Regions from separate parts of the Mus musculus genome. Here region 2 is linked to region 1. The links are chromatin contacts, called in public promoter capture Hi-C maps. All regions are on one chromosome and are shown on one strand. Each heading gives the region's core, a stretch centred on a gene start, on an enhancer-like site or on the middle of the called end of the contact. The rest is flanking DNA. Distances are from core to core; before and after follow the strand shown. Region 1 holds the start of Slc17a2 (solute carrier family 17 (sodium phosphate), member 2). Region 2 overlaps Carmil1 (capping protein regulator and myosin 1 linker 1).

The links. Promoter capture Hi-C pulls out the DNA fragments that hold promoters and counts their contacts.
Region 2: a contact with region 1 is called in a promoter capture Hi-C map of hippocampal neurons, with 2.6 times the contacts expected there. The contact joins the enhancer-like site here to the promoter of Slc17a2 in region 1. A contact is called at or near these places in 15 of 39 promoter capture datasets (the 3T3-L1 cell line, the C10 cell line, the HPC-7 cell line and 8 more), 2 of 115 datasets of contacts at active chromatin or transcription factors (the NIH/3T3 cell line and embryonic stem cells) and 2 of 9 other capture datasets (adipose tissue and macrophages).

The regions. Positions count from the first base shown.
Region 1 is chr13:23,802,073-23,809,488 of GRCm38.p6, forward strand. It overlaps Slc17a2 (solute carrier family 17 (sodium phosphate), member 2), which reads left to right and starts at 4,921. Exons shown (of 12, transcript NM_001377113.1): 1 at 4,921-5,279. It overlaps Gm11337 (a long non-coding RNA gene), which reads right to left and starts at 2,568. Exons shown (of 3, transcript XR_873174.1): 1 at 2,467-2,568.
Region 2 is chr13:24,234,858-24,242,273 of GRCm38.p6, forward strand. The region is part of intron 2 of Carmil1 (capping protein regulator and myosin 1 linker 1); the gene reads right to left. Among named protein-coding and RNA genes, the nearest start is that of Carmil1, 42 kb to the right of the region's middle. Within about 2 kb of position 3,829, at least 11 of the 459 cell types and tissues checked have an H3K27ac peak or open chromatin away from gene starts, as enhancers often do. A contact at or near this core is called in hippocampal neurons, where this site is marked.

The DNA.
Region 1 (7,416 bases), core at 3,671-6,170:
TATGTGGAGTGTCTAAGCCCAAGGTCTATATAAGCTGTAACATTTTCAGTTTGAGCTTGGTTCCTTTTTCTGCATTAGCCAGAAACAGTTGCATGCATTATTGTTGTTGTTGTTGTTGTTTTTTTCAATGCATGCATTATTAAAGAGCCTTTTTCCTTTATTAATCTGTGACTGGAGTGATTGATTTCTCAGTGGGAAGGCTTATTAATTCTGTAACAATGACTTACAGACACAGTTGAGCACATCTCAAACTGAAGCCGAAGCAGGACTGAGAACTAGCCATGAGAGTCCCAGAATTAAGCCGGACCCTTGCATCTGAACAAGGACAACTGCACACAAGTAAGGATGAGAGCAAAGCAAAGAAGCCGTTACAGAGGCTCCTCATACGGCATTTCTTTCTGTGAGTGAGGAAAAGTTTTTGTTACTTGTTTACCAACTGTCAGAGGAGGGGAATGAATTGACATAACTATAGACCACAATTTCTGAGGTTTTAAGAAATCACCAAAACAACCATCTCCAATCACAAAGATATTCCAGTGGGATTCTTTTAGCAAGAAAGCATTGACTGTTTCTAAAAGTTTAGGCCACGAGAACTTTGGATGGAGCTTCCATCCCTGTGACGTGGCCTGCACATCATGGGAAAAGCCACAAGTGACGTATCTGATCATTCAGGCACACCCTCCTTCAGCTTCCCCTAGACTCATGTCTCCAGCACTGCTCTTAACCTTCTAATTTCCAAATGTCAATATCCAGAGAAAGACAACCCAAGGTGAGGTCCACTAAGGAAAAAACAGCTCTCTGACCAGAATGCCATGATAATGAGAGACAGCTAAAAGCTGTCATAGAGAAATAACACAAGGAAAAAGCTCTTTGTCCAGACAAGGGAAAGAGGAATGAAGGGACAGCACAGCAAAGTGAAATGGGACAGAAGAGAAACCAGAGTCGCCTATGTCTCCCACCCGGGACACATGATTCACTCGTGATTTAAGAAGTGTGCTTAGTTCCACATAATATTTGGCTGTTATCTTTTCAACTGCTCCACTTCTCCGCTGTGGACACACCCATCAGTGGTGCACAGAGCCCTCTGACCCTCAATTCACCTTTCCCTTCTGTCTCTGATTCTATCCTGAGTGTGTTCTTCCAGTTGTGCCTCCATGGCCCTAAGGCAGCTTGCTAACTACTAAGCTGTCTCCCCAGCCCCTATACTCAACTTTATTGCTTAGTGTTCTAACTGAAGAAAAAAAATTACTAGTTACAAAAGTGGTCAGTTAATATGCCCATGTAACCATGTACAGAGAGAGAGAGAGAGAGAGAGAGAGAGAGAGAGAGTCAGTATTCAGGGAGGAAAGCGTTTAGAAAAAAATAAACCCTTTACATGCACACTCTACTTTTCTATTTACTTATTTATAACTACATTGTATTAGCTGGGCATAGTGGCTCATGCTTGTAATTCTAGCCCTCCAGATACTGAGGCAAGAGGATCACCACTTTGAAAACAAGAGCTACATAGCCAACAAGACTTAAACAAACAAACAAAACAAAACAAAATCCACCACACCATCTTTAGTAAAAGGCGAAAGATTTATACGATCTGAAGAGAAACCAGAGTATTACACTCTTTTTAAAAGCACGTCGTCCACGTGATAGGCATGGCTCCTTCCTCCTCCGTTGTGGCGAGTCCCTCACAGTGTCTCTCTGACATGTGCCACTCGTTCCATCTCCTTTGAGGACATTAGGCTATCCCAGCTCTATTATGCCCTTCTGTTTTTCTTTCTTTTACTCCGTAGCCACTGAATTGTCTATTTGGTGTTTTACTCATCTAGAGAGAGTTAATATTTTATAATATTAAGTTTTTCTATCTAAGAATACAGTATTTGATTCCTGTCTCGGTTACTTTTCTATAGTGTGATAAAACACACAACCAAAGCAAATATAGAATAGGTTTTTTTTGTTGTTCTTACAGCCCCTGAGGATTTAGAGTCTGTAATGATGGAGACAGCATGGCAGTAGGTTGCAGATATACCTAGCTGGAGTTGGATACTAAGAGCTGAGACCCCCCCATCTCAAACTCAAGCTCCCAACAGAGAGCTCACTAGGAATGACTCAAGGCTTTGACAAGGCCCCCGCTGACACACTTTCTCCAATAAGGCTACACTTCCTACACCTCCTCAAACAGCACCACCAAACTGGAGACCAAACATTCAAATTTCTGATCACACAGTGGGCACTGATCATTCAAACCATCACAGTTCTATGTAGACAGTCTTGTGTCCTTTAATAATCTGTTGCTGTATTTTCCTCTTGACTCATACTGTTCTTGTTCAAGTAAGTCTTGAAAATTCTATTGTTTTTGTTGCAGGAAATGTTACGATGTTTTTCTATTTTTATTCCGGAAATTCTATTTCTACTACTGGGAAAAAGCAATCGATTTCTTGAAAGGAATTATCGTGTTTGGAGTCAGCTTACCAAATTCCCCTGATGGTTTTGCTGTAATCCTCAATGATGGGGAAACATGGATGGTCTTTTTCCCATGCAGCCTATGAAACCAGCCACAGCTCCTCCTCCTCCGAGAAGCCTTCCTCTGACACTTCAGAGTTGGCAGGGGGTGTTGTTTGCTCTTTCCTACTGCCTTGTGCAAGATTGTGTGGCCTGAGTTCATTACCCTTCATCCTAGGTGTGTGTCTGTGTACAGCCTCACTCAGTGGACTTTGAGCTCTGTAGATCGTGGGCCAGGCATTAAATCAAACAAATTGACATTCTCAGAAAAGAAGCATCATGTGTGGAAAAATACCAAATTAAAAAGAGTTAAAAAGTATTGCTGTTAATTAGGGACAGTTGTTAACAATCTAGAAAAACCTACATTTTTAAGACTTCACCTATTTTTCTATTATTCTTGATGTTTATGAATGTTACAGATGTAAGATATTCAACTTTTTTTCTAGTACTGGGGACTAAACTGGAGGTATCCTGCAAACTAGAAAAGCAGTCTACTACTGAAATATATCTCTAGGTATTTATTATGTAGCTCAATGAACTCATAATTGTCCCACCTAAGCCTCCCAAAATATAAACAGTCTAAGTGTGCCCTGTACTGAGTTTGCTTATCAGTAAAGTGTTATATAAAAACCACAGCATGGTAAGGAGTTTGAGCTAGCTCCAAAAACTTTGACTTTTTTCATTGTGTGTGTAACTCAGGAATTCATTCACTCTATAAGCTATTGTTTACTTAGAGCTTACTGTCTTCTTCTATTCAGGCTTCTGTGAACTACCACAGAATGCCTCTGGAGGGAACTCAATTCATCAGACACTTTGACTTTGATCCAGTGTAACGCATTTTGGTCTGGTGTCTTCTAGAACTGTAAGAATAAGCATATATTGCTTTAAACATTCCAAGCTTGTTACTGATTTAATATAGCACTAATTATGGGAGCTAGAGAGATGGTGTTGCATGGCAATGTCCTGCCAGATGAACATTCATCTTGAGGGAAGTTCCTTAAGACACAAGATGTTCCAAGAGAGGTAAAACATTACATACTGCAGGGAGCCTTCTTAAACAATTCAAAGGTTTCAGGAAATCCCTGAAATTTATCAGACACATTAGGCCCCATCCAGTCTAAGTATAAATATATAGAGACAAGCTAAGCAGCCTAAAAGAGGCTCAGGGAAGCTTAGGTATCTGTGTAGTACTCTCCAGGTTTCTGAATTCTCTGCGCTGTCACCCATCCTGGGCTTGGCTTTTGGAGTTGCAGCTCTTATAAGCAACCCCTAACCTCTACTCCTTGTAGGTAACCGAAATAAAACTCAGGGGTTTTCCATGTTGTATTTTGATGGTATCCTTACTTTGGCCAATCACGTGTTCCCAATCTGAGTGAACAGCTTTTTGTTCATGTCTCCCCCAGAAAATGTCACACAATAGATGGCTCAGTGGTTTAAAGGGCATTCTGTTCTGGAGTACTGAGGTTAGTTTCCTGAACCTTCTCAAGAGAGGAGTCACAGGTACCTGTAACTCCAGTTCCAGGGTTTGGGGGGCTCCTTAGGTACCCACATGCATGCCATACAATCACACAAACAGACACATAAATAAAAATAAGAAAACTAATATAGTTTGGATTTTTTAAATAATAATAATAAAAAGAAAATGAGTAGGGACCAGTAAGACTGGCTAAGGAGCTGGGCAGTATAGGCTCTTTGGGGGACCATGATGATAGGACTGGGGTCAGAGGCTCAGCTGGTGCTGAAACGCAGAGAAGGCAGGTCTTCACCTTGTTTTAAGAAGGCCAAGAGACTAACTAGAAAGATCTATCACCAGCCACATTCCAAAACCTAAAAGCCACAAAACAAACCCAAGAGTCAGGAGTCAAGCAAAACCACATCAGGAGGACCCAGAGAAAATGGAGGTCGGGAACAGGGGAATTCTCAGTCACAGTTCACATCTGTTCACTGTGGACACCAGAGGACGGAAGGCAGTCTAGCTGATTGACTGGATCCCTCTGCAGGACCATCTCGTTCAGGCATATAGATGTTAGCAGATAGACGTCATTTCATTCGTCCCATCAATCTCTGGGCATTGCGCCCATTTCAACCCTGTTTCTTCATGTAGAAGCCAGTTCTAGCAGGCGGGGTGCTTTGTCTGCAGACGAAGAAAGCTCTAGGAGCAAAGGTGGGGATGACTTCAGAGATTCAGGCTAAGGAGCCCCACTGCTGCTTGCATTCCACACCTCTTTCCACTTTCAGCGAAGTGGCTTGTTGACTGAATGTCTGTGTGCATAGTTCAAAGCAGAAAAACATAGTGACACCGTTGAGATACTCACTAGGTCGGTGAGAACTTGAAAGTGAAGTTAAAAATTAAGCAGCCACGCCAAATGCAGATTCTCTGTCCCAAGAGCACAGGGTCAAACCTGGCGGTGTTTGTTCCCACGTGACTCATTACGTTTCTCTGCAAAGAGAGGAAGATACAGGAACACCTTTTTTCAAGGTAGCTTTCTAGTCTAGAGCTTTAAATACTACTTTAATGGTGATGGTAAGTGTTTTTCTTCTTGTAAATAGGATGTTAATTATGAAGCTATCAGAGATGCCTTCAAGGGAGGAAGTAATGTTAAGAGAACTCAAAAACACACCAACTGCTGTGTGAGGACCTCCATTGGGAATGGTGTCTGGCTCTGGAGAAGAGGCTTTCTTACAAAATAACAATCCAATCAAGACTCTAAGGTTTGCGAGGCCACTGGTGTCAAGGGCCACTGTGGATCGTGGTCACTAGCCGGAGGAGTATCACACTATCGGTGAGTATTGGCTGTGGTATGTAGATGTGTACAACTGGCTTTGGATGAAACACTGAACCAGAACAGACAAGGTTGAGCTTCGTGAATGGGCTTAATGAGTCTTTTCCAGTTTCAATATACTCGATCTTGCCTCTCAAGATGAGGAGACTGGCAGAAGCCAGATTAAGATGAAAATCAAGACAACTGACTATTTCTGGAAGGCTTTCTGCCTTTGTACAGTTAAGAGGAGACCATGGTAGGTGCCTGTAATGACTGGTAGCCATAGAGGACAGGATTTAGTGAGGATGGGTTTCTCTCTTGTCCTAGCGGAATTGCAGAAAGCTACACCTGTGCAATTGGCTTTTTGGCATAACTCTGTCAAGAATTTTCCCCTTGGGGTCTTTAAACATTTTTTTAGACTGTGATTTAACTTATAAATACATTGGTTGAGGGACCTCTCAGTTCCTCAGAAAAGTAGAGAGGTAATGAGTTGCCTAGCACTCAAGGGATATTTTTACCCTCATGTTCTTTTCAGTCTGTGGCGAGATGAGCGCTTTCTCGTCCAAGGCAGAACACACTTTAAAATAGAAGTTTAAAACAGAACATTTTATTAAAATATTTTTATTTGCTCTGTGCCTGCATTTGCTCATGAATCTGAGAAGTTCTAACATGGAGTGAGTGGGGGCATGGTGGCTGTCACTGCTGCTGTTAATGGCAGTGACATTTGACAATGTAGAACTCCTTGGAGGAGCGCACCTCGGACTTCTCCTCATGCAAACAGTCCCATGAAGTAATATTGTCCTCTCTTTTCCTCTGAAACAATTAAGGCGCTAAGAGTTTATGAAACTTGCTATGGTTTGTACAGAGTGGAAATTGAGACTCTGAACTTCTGGCTCCTGATATTTGAACAATATGCAACATTTGCTTTGTTTAAATCAGGAGGCTGGGCTGGCAAAATTATGCAAGATAAGCAGGTTGTTAGGGGAAATCAAAGAGTATTAGAAACATTATTGCATAAAGTAATGAGTTCTAGACTAAGAATAGAATGAAGCCCCTTATGCAACTCTGTCTGTATCACCATTCCCCTCAAATAAAACCTATTCCGTGTGCCTTATGCCTAAGCATAATGTCTGTGTTCCCTTTTTCTCCAATACAATCTATATTGTCCCAACCCTTTTTTAAATATAAATTAAGTTCGACTTAATCTGTACTGTGTGAGGCTATACCTGAGCTGTGTTTCTAGGTCTGCTTCCCTGAATGGGAAGGTCTTTGAAATTTTCCATGGTCTTGATGGTTTACAGTTACAATGAGTGTACTGTCTTCAGTGACTCTAATGGCTTGTGATTTCATGAGCCCTGGTGGCTGTTTTGAAACATGGTTTTCATTATCTCATTATGGAAAGACTAAAGTTTGGAATGGCCAATTTTTATACTTAGGAAAAGGAGAAGCCATCAACAACAAAACAATGGAAGGCTATTTAAGACAGAATTCAAATACTTGAACACAGTAGAAGCTGTGTGACTCCCCTGCCCCCTCACACACACTTTCACACCCCTACACCGCTCTCTGCCCAGTGGTGGTGGAATGTAACTCAGAGGCAAAGTGATTGGGACACATCTTTTCTTTAATATTCAAATCAAAGTCCAACTTATACGTTTATCATTAAATTTCCTGGGGGAATAAATGATTAAAACTTAGAATATTTCAAAATGAAGCTAGCTATTGTATATATAAACACCCAAGAATATCTCAAAACTTAGATGTCTAATAGTTATTTATTAACTAATTTGGCTCCTATGTCTTAGCTATCTTTAAGGATATATTTGGACTGGGAAGATAGCTCAATTGGTAAAGTGTTTGCTACACAAGCAAGAGACATAGGTTCAAAACTCAGCACCTACAAACAAAACAAAAGTTTGGTGGCATGTGTTTGTTTTCCTAGTGGTAGGGAAGTAGGCACAGGGACCCCTGAGACTTCCTGACCAGGCAGCCCAGCCGAATCTGCAAAACCCAGGTCTTGGTGACACACACTAATTCAACAAACAAGATGGACAACTCTTGAAAAATGATATGTGAGTCTGACCTCTGGCTTCCACAAGCACCTTCACATATGCACGCATTACAATAGATATATATCTTCCATGATGGCCTTCTGTCC
Region 2 (7,416 bases), core at 2,579-5,078, 430 kb after region 1:
GAGGGGTACCCTGCCCCTCTTTTATCCTCATAGGATAAAGCGCTCGCTCGTATGACACAGGAGTGAAGACCTGAGTCGGGATTCTTCAACGCAAGGGAAAGTGAAGCAGGTGTGTCTGACCCACAATCCCAGCTCTCAGGCAGCAGAGAGAGGGGAAGCCCTGGGTGTGCTGACTAGTTTTATGTCAACTTGACACAAACTAGAATCATTTTGAAAGAGGGAAACCTCAACTGAAAAAAAAAAAAATGTTCCCACCAACTGGCCTGTGGGCAAGCGTATGGTGCCTTTTCGTGACTGATGATCAATGTGTGAGGGCCCAGCTCATTGTGGTCAGTTCCATCCTTGAGCTAGTGGTGATCATGGGTGCTATTAGAAAGCAATCTGACCAAGCCAGGAAGAACAAGCCAGGAAGCAGTGTTTCTCCATGGCCTCTCCTGCCCTGACTTCTCTGGATGGTAGACTATAAGCTATAAACTGAAATTAAGCTTTTTCTCTCCAAGTTGCTAAGACCACCAAGGTAAGCTGGCTGGCTAGACTAACTGGAATTGGCAAGCTCTGGGTTCAGCAAGAGATTGTGCCTCAATTAATAAAGTAGAGAATGACCAAGTTAAGACTTTGAGCCTTACATCCATACATACACGGGGGCATACATACCTGCACACTCCTCATGAGCCCACATACACACACACAAACACAAATGCACACGTGCTCAAACCACATAGAACAGCAACTGAGAGTCTGTGAATCTTTGAAAACAATCTGTCTGGCACAAGAAGAAATCTGCATTTTGTTATGACTAAAAACATAATCAAATCCCTTTGTTCTTCTGTTGTTTTTTTCTGGAATGGTCCTGCTAGTCCTCGGGCCTCTCGCAAGCACACGTGTGAAACCGGGCCTATGTCAAATCCTCTCATTGAGCTTCCCCCAGGGTTCCCTAGGAAACCCACTGACGTGGGTTTTCACTCACACTCAGTCTGCATAGCAGCAGTATCTCCTTACCCTCAGTCTTCATGAAGGGAAGGGTTATGGCTTGGTGTGTAGAGGATTGATTCAGAGACAAAATCTCAAGACCCTCCCTCATCTCATATAATTTTAACCTGTCCCTTCACATACCTCAAAGCCTCTCTAGGTCTCTTATAATATTAGCATGGTATAAATGGCACACGTTATCATCATGAGACGCAATAGAAATCCATAGTGTAGATGGGCCTAGTTAAACTACAGTATTTTGGGGATAATGATAAGAAAAAAAGTGTATGCACTGTCATAAAAGATACAGTTTTCATATTTTTGACCTATGGTTGGTCACACCCACAGATGAGAAACCTACAGAGGCAAGGAGCTGGATGCAGGAACTTCTAGGTGTGTCATCTCTTGATCATTATGTTAAAGATCTCACATGGCCCAGGTTGGCCTCAAAGCCTTACTACACAGCCTAAGCTGGCCTTGAACTCCTGACCCTCTACTTGCCAAGAGCTGGGATCACAGACTGGGAAAGAACCTAATGGTAGGTCATTTGCCTGGCAGGGACTGGTCCATGGCTTCCATCCTTAACACTGTAAAAATTACTAGTATGGGCTGGGCCAGGAATCTCTGATTAATGACAAGGGTGGTGGTGACGGTAAGGATGGCTGCAGTGATGACAGGAGCTACCTTTAGTAGCTGTTTCTTCTTCAATTGCCCCAAAATAGCAATTAAATGAAATAACTTAAAAGGCCCCAAATCAAGCATAAACCATATCTGAGTACTCACTACCTCCAGATCCTCCCACCTGAGTCCCAGCATTTCATAATCACACAAAATGTCACAACAATTAAAATATATGAACCCCATTTAAACAGCAACTCAAGAGGCCAAAAGTTACAAGTCTTTTTATCATCATTAATACAAATCTGCCAAGAACCAGATTAGCTCTGTGACTGACTGTCAATCCCAAGACACCAGATTCCGGAAGTGTAGGAAGCACTCGGAGGACCACACAGTGGACAGGGATCATGTTTATGACAGCCTGTTATGCCAGTTGCCAGGACATTCTGTTTTCTCTAGGACGTCATCTTAAATAGAGTAATAAATGAAACTATGACCGGCTGTGAAAGCCCATATGCTCTCCTTTTGCAGATAACAAAATGTGCATCTAGTGTATGCTTGCACACAGCAGTGGCAGCTGGATGGGAGCCAGAGAAATCAATGGAAGCTTATTGTCTGGAAAAACCACTAAATACAAAATAGGGGTAATATGTCTCTGGTTCTTCTATTGTAAAATTCCTACTGCAAAGTCAAGGTGATCCTTGAATTTTAATCTGACCTGCTCAGAAGGTCACTGCTACCTCTGCTGCTTCATTACCCACTCAGCTTTGCACGGTACCAGGGCCCAGTCATCACTGGGTCCCTCTGGATTCTCCGCAGACAAAGCCAATGTTCCTGGTTCTCAGCACTGTCCCACTGACCCTTGATGCCTCATTCTCATTCTTAATCATTTGCATACCCTGTCTCTCCCTCCCTCCTCCTTTCTTCTCTCCCCACTCTCTCTCAGTATCATATACCCCAGGCTGACCCAAGTTCATCTGGTGGTAGAAGATGACCTTGAATTCTTGATCCTCCTGCCTCCAACTTTCAGATGCTGGGATTATACACATGTTCCACCACATCCAGTTATTGTCTCGATTTGAAACTAAGCTCTAAGGGCTGGAGGGTTAAGAGTGAGCTTATACTGCTCTGGCAGAAGATCCCAGTTTCTGTTCACAGCACCCTCATGGAAGCTCACAACCATCTGTAACTCCAGTCCCAGGGGAACCAATTGATATCTCCTTCTGGCTTCCATGGGCTCCAGTACGCGCGAGGTGCACAAAAACTGATGTGAGCACACACACATACAAGTAATAATAACGAAAATAGATTTTAAAAGCTAACTCCAAGCCGGGCATGATGGTTCACATTTACAATTCTATCTAGCACAAGGGAGGTGGGAGCAGTAAAATCAGGAGTTTAAGATCTTGTCTCCAAACACAAAACAAAAATTAGTAGCAATTAATAAGGCTGAGAATATGAGGGCATGGTCCCCCCAGTAAACTGCTTGCCATGCAAGCATGAAGACCTGAGTGTGGATGCCCAGCTTCCTGTCAAACACCAGGCAAGGTACCATACATCTGGTTGCTCTACACATTCCTCATCCCATTCCAAACATGTACTTTGGGGTGGGTTTTAGCCCTTACCACTGCAGCATGTGTGTACCAGTGCTGTGGTTTTGCGGGGGGGGGGGGGGGGGGGGCAGATTTGAGGTGACCTGTCCCACTAAGCCCTGCAAGCCAGAAGCCTGATTCTCAGTGTGGAGATGAGGAACCTTGAAGATGTGTACCTAACGGCACCCAATGGGTAGTCCTTAGTTCTCTGGTGGTGATGTTCTTGCAAATGATGAACATAGTTCTCCTCCCTCTGGGATCCCAGTTAGCTAGCTCTCCAGAACAAAGTGCTATACAAAAGGGCCAGCAGCAGGCCCTTGAATCTCTAATTTTGCTCTCTCACCGATCCCTCTCTAAGATACCACCAGCCAAGAAGTCCTCCACAGAGGTTTCCACCCTCTAAAACTGAGCTAAATAAACCTTTCTTCCTTTATCAAGCACTCAACCTTGGGTGTTTTATTACAACAACATAAAAGAGACTAAGATCTGGTCACCTATCTGTCTCTCTTGCTGCCTACATGGTAGCTGAATACATCTCCATTATATTCATGAGTAGGTAAGTAAATGAATGAACTGTATAATACAGGCATATGGACAGTTACTGCAAACTTCAAGCTTATGTAATCATGCAAACTGGCAGGCTATTTCAGTCAGTCTCTTTAAGATAAGTTATCTTCCCAGCATATCAAAACAATAGCAAATGAGAGCTGTGGTAGGGAGAACACCACTTAGCAACAGTCCTGAAGCAGAGCCTTCGAATCTGGAAGTGGGTCCTCTTTCCCCACATTTTTAAGGCACTTAACTATCAACCTTCACAGCAGATGACATGGCACAAATCCTTCCAGACTGAACAGCTCGGGGCAACATGTGAATCTTCTCACAAAACAAATGCTCGTGCCTCATGTTGGCAAATATTCATATCTCTGTGGCTATCCTCCAACCAGATAGGGTCTGTGAACTGGTATCATAGATATCCAAGAGCAAACTGAGCATATTCAAATGAGGCTCAGAGGAACCTGGTAACTGAGACAATGTGTTCCCTTCTCTGCTGGCTGAGAGAAGGCCTCTTCCACAGCTGCTCATCCCAGAAACTTGTATAAAGCGATGAATAACTGATGGATGGGTGGGACATAGGAGGCAGAGACAGGAGGACCAGGAGTTCAAAGCCAGCCTAGGACCCTTGAAACAAAAAAGATGAGAGGAAGTGTCAGAGAGGAAGAGAGCAAAAGAGAGCAAAAGCCATCCTCAGCAGCACTCTGTAGTGCCCTCCCTTTGGCAAAACTCCTCTCAAAACCATTGTCACTCTCCCCAGTGGCTGCTCTAAAGCCTCCCATGGCTCTCTCGTAGACGTCAAGGAAAGCTCTCTTCTCTTCAGCTTATGCGCCTGAACCCTTCGTTCCTCCGCGCTCCCCTGCTTGTTTCCCAGTCTTCTACCTATATCTTCTCCCTCCACTTCCTAACTACTTGAATTCTAGAATGGAGTCCATCTTCCTACAGATCCAGAGCCCTCCCAGACTCTTCCATGACTGTCTAACATACTCCCATGTCCCTTCAAGACCTAGTTTGGAGAACGGAGTTGAGGTCACCTACCAATCCCCACTCATCCCCACCATAGCTCTTACGGGAAACCAAATAATAGTTGATTTACCTGCTTTCTCCTCAGAGACACTGTGACATCCTTTAGGGTCAGCTCTGAGCTGAATCCATTTCCTGTTTCAAATTCTAAGCCAGCTTCATCAGAAAGTTACTCATGGCTGAGGCTGTGGCTCACTTAGTAGAATACACACTTAGCACAAAGTCTTATGTTCAATCCTTAGCACTACAGAAACTGGGCATGGTGACGCTTGACTGTAACCTCGGCTCTCATGAGGTAGAGACAGACAGGAAAAGCAGATGTTCAGAGGGAGTTCTGAGTCAACCTGAGCTACAGATCACCCTATCTTTAAAATAATAACAATAATAATAACAATAATAATAATAATGTAACAATAGCCATGAGGAGGCCACAATTCAAATGCCCATCTACAGCTGGCTGGTGCATATGCTCAATGGGTTGGCATCTTTTAAAAAGTACAGAAATTCTGTTGTGTACTAACAACATGGAAGACAATCTCTGTGGCCTTAGAGAAGGAGTCTACACCTCCTGTCTTCTGCTAGCTTTGCAAAGATGAGCCCAGAGAGACTCGAACAGACAGTCCATAACTTGCCGAGCGAGGTGGTGGTACTGCATGCTGAGTACCAGGCAGCAGGGTGCTGAGTGCTGGCACACCGTGGCTCTCATACTCCAGCAGCCAACTTACCACACTGGAATCTCACCCCTGTGCTAGAACAGGCGAAAATGTCAATCAATGTGCAACATCTTCCGCTGACGTATTTCCTTAGTGACTGTCCATCAACCCAGCAATGATCTCAAGTTGGCATTATGTGAACATGCAAGGAACAGCCCAAGAACGTTAATCACACACTGGCATCTCCTGTATGCCCAGGGAGGCCTGCAGACACACACCATTTCGGTTTTATTCCATTACCTCATTGGTCAGACCTGACGAGTGTTTTCCATCTACTTCACACTTCTCCCTCAGAAGTGTCTCCACTGCTCTGCAACACATTCTGGCAGTCACAAAAAATTCTGTTGACTCCAGGGACATGGGGAGTGGAGTGGTGTTCACTCCCATGGTGGAACAGGCATTGCAAAGTGTGTACCACACACAGAGACAGCCTTATGTTCCCTCAAACAGTGTGTACTGTGCATGTAAATGCACACACACTTCACACTTGGGTGCCATGTGCGGGCACTAACAATTGTTCTTTTTATTCCTCTGGGTTTTTCTCGAATTCACTTAAAAAGCCTGGCGTCTTGGCACAACCCTGTGGTTATTTTATAACACATGGGAGGTGGAGGCAGGAAGATCAAGAGTTCAAGGCTAATGAGACCAGTGGTTAGCCCCAGCTACATAAGACTCAGCTCCAAAACCAGAAAGACAAAACAGGCAAACTGCTGAATACAGGTTGGGGGGGGGGGGGGGGGAGCAGCGCAGAAAGGTCTAGATCTTTAAGGTCCTTCCCATTCCTGGAAGCCAATGGAGACCCTTCCCACTAGACTCCACAGCAAGCTAGAGGCAGTGTCCAGGTGACGGACCAGGGCTACCAAGAATGCCAGGTAACAAAGAGACCCCTCCAGCAGCCAGCCCAGACAGCCCAGAGAAGAATCACAGCTACCTCTCTGAGAAAGAAGAAATAATGGTATGTTGCCGGGTTGCAGGGCATAAACTGAGTTATACGTAAAACATTCAGAATTGATCGCAAGCATATGGGAAACAGGAAGTACATGCTTGTTAGCTATTAACACTGCTTGCTTTACTTTAGCCCCTCCCTCTTCCAGGAGCCAGCCCTGTCTTTTCTACTGGTGGGTGTAGCGAGTCTGTTCAACCCTGCCTTCTCTCACCCACCAGAAACCACCCCTGAAGTCCTCCCAAACTTGTTGCTTACCCATACAGAGGGCTGGGCAGACCAGATGGTGAGACAAAGTAAGTTTTTCTATCTTACCCAGCTTGTTTTAAAGCGTGACAAACTAGTGTAATTCACTGAATGGTCTACAGTTTTTCTCTGGGGTAACGGTGACAGTCCAGATATGTAGCCTAGACTGACATTGATTTGAGATGCTCCTGCAGGCTAGGATTACAGGTGTGAACTACCATGTCCAGTATTATTCTCTGTCTTTGAATGGGGCGGGGGGTGGGGGGAGCTGGTTTAAGGTTGGGTCTCAATCTGTAGCCCAGGCTGGCCTGGAACTTAGGTAACTCAGATGAACTTCAAACTTACAGCAATCCTCCTGCCTTACCCAGCCAAGTGCTAAGATTACAGACAATACCACTATGTCTAGCTTTTATGCTGGGTTTTAAAGTGAGATTACCCATGCTCCTGGCCAGCCCCGAGTGTCTGAGCTCCACTAACTGACTCTTGCCTGAACCTAAGACGTTCACAACATGTTGACGATAGACGACAAGGTGAGTGGTACTTCACTAAGTCTCCTTCAGAGGGCCAGGTATTCTTAAAGAGGTAAGAACAGAATCATATTCAGCATTTTCTGAATTTGCAGCAATTTTCTGAGCCTTGGGAAAACATTTTGCACAAGTTTTGTGCATCTAGCAATCATACACTCCTTAAGAGAAGCATATGGACTCTTTCAAAGGAGCCCAAAGAAGGCCACTCTTTGCTGGGTCAGCCTTCCCTTGCT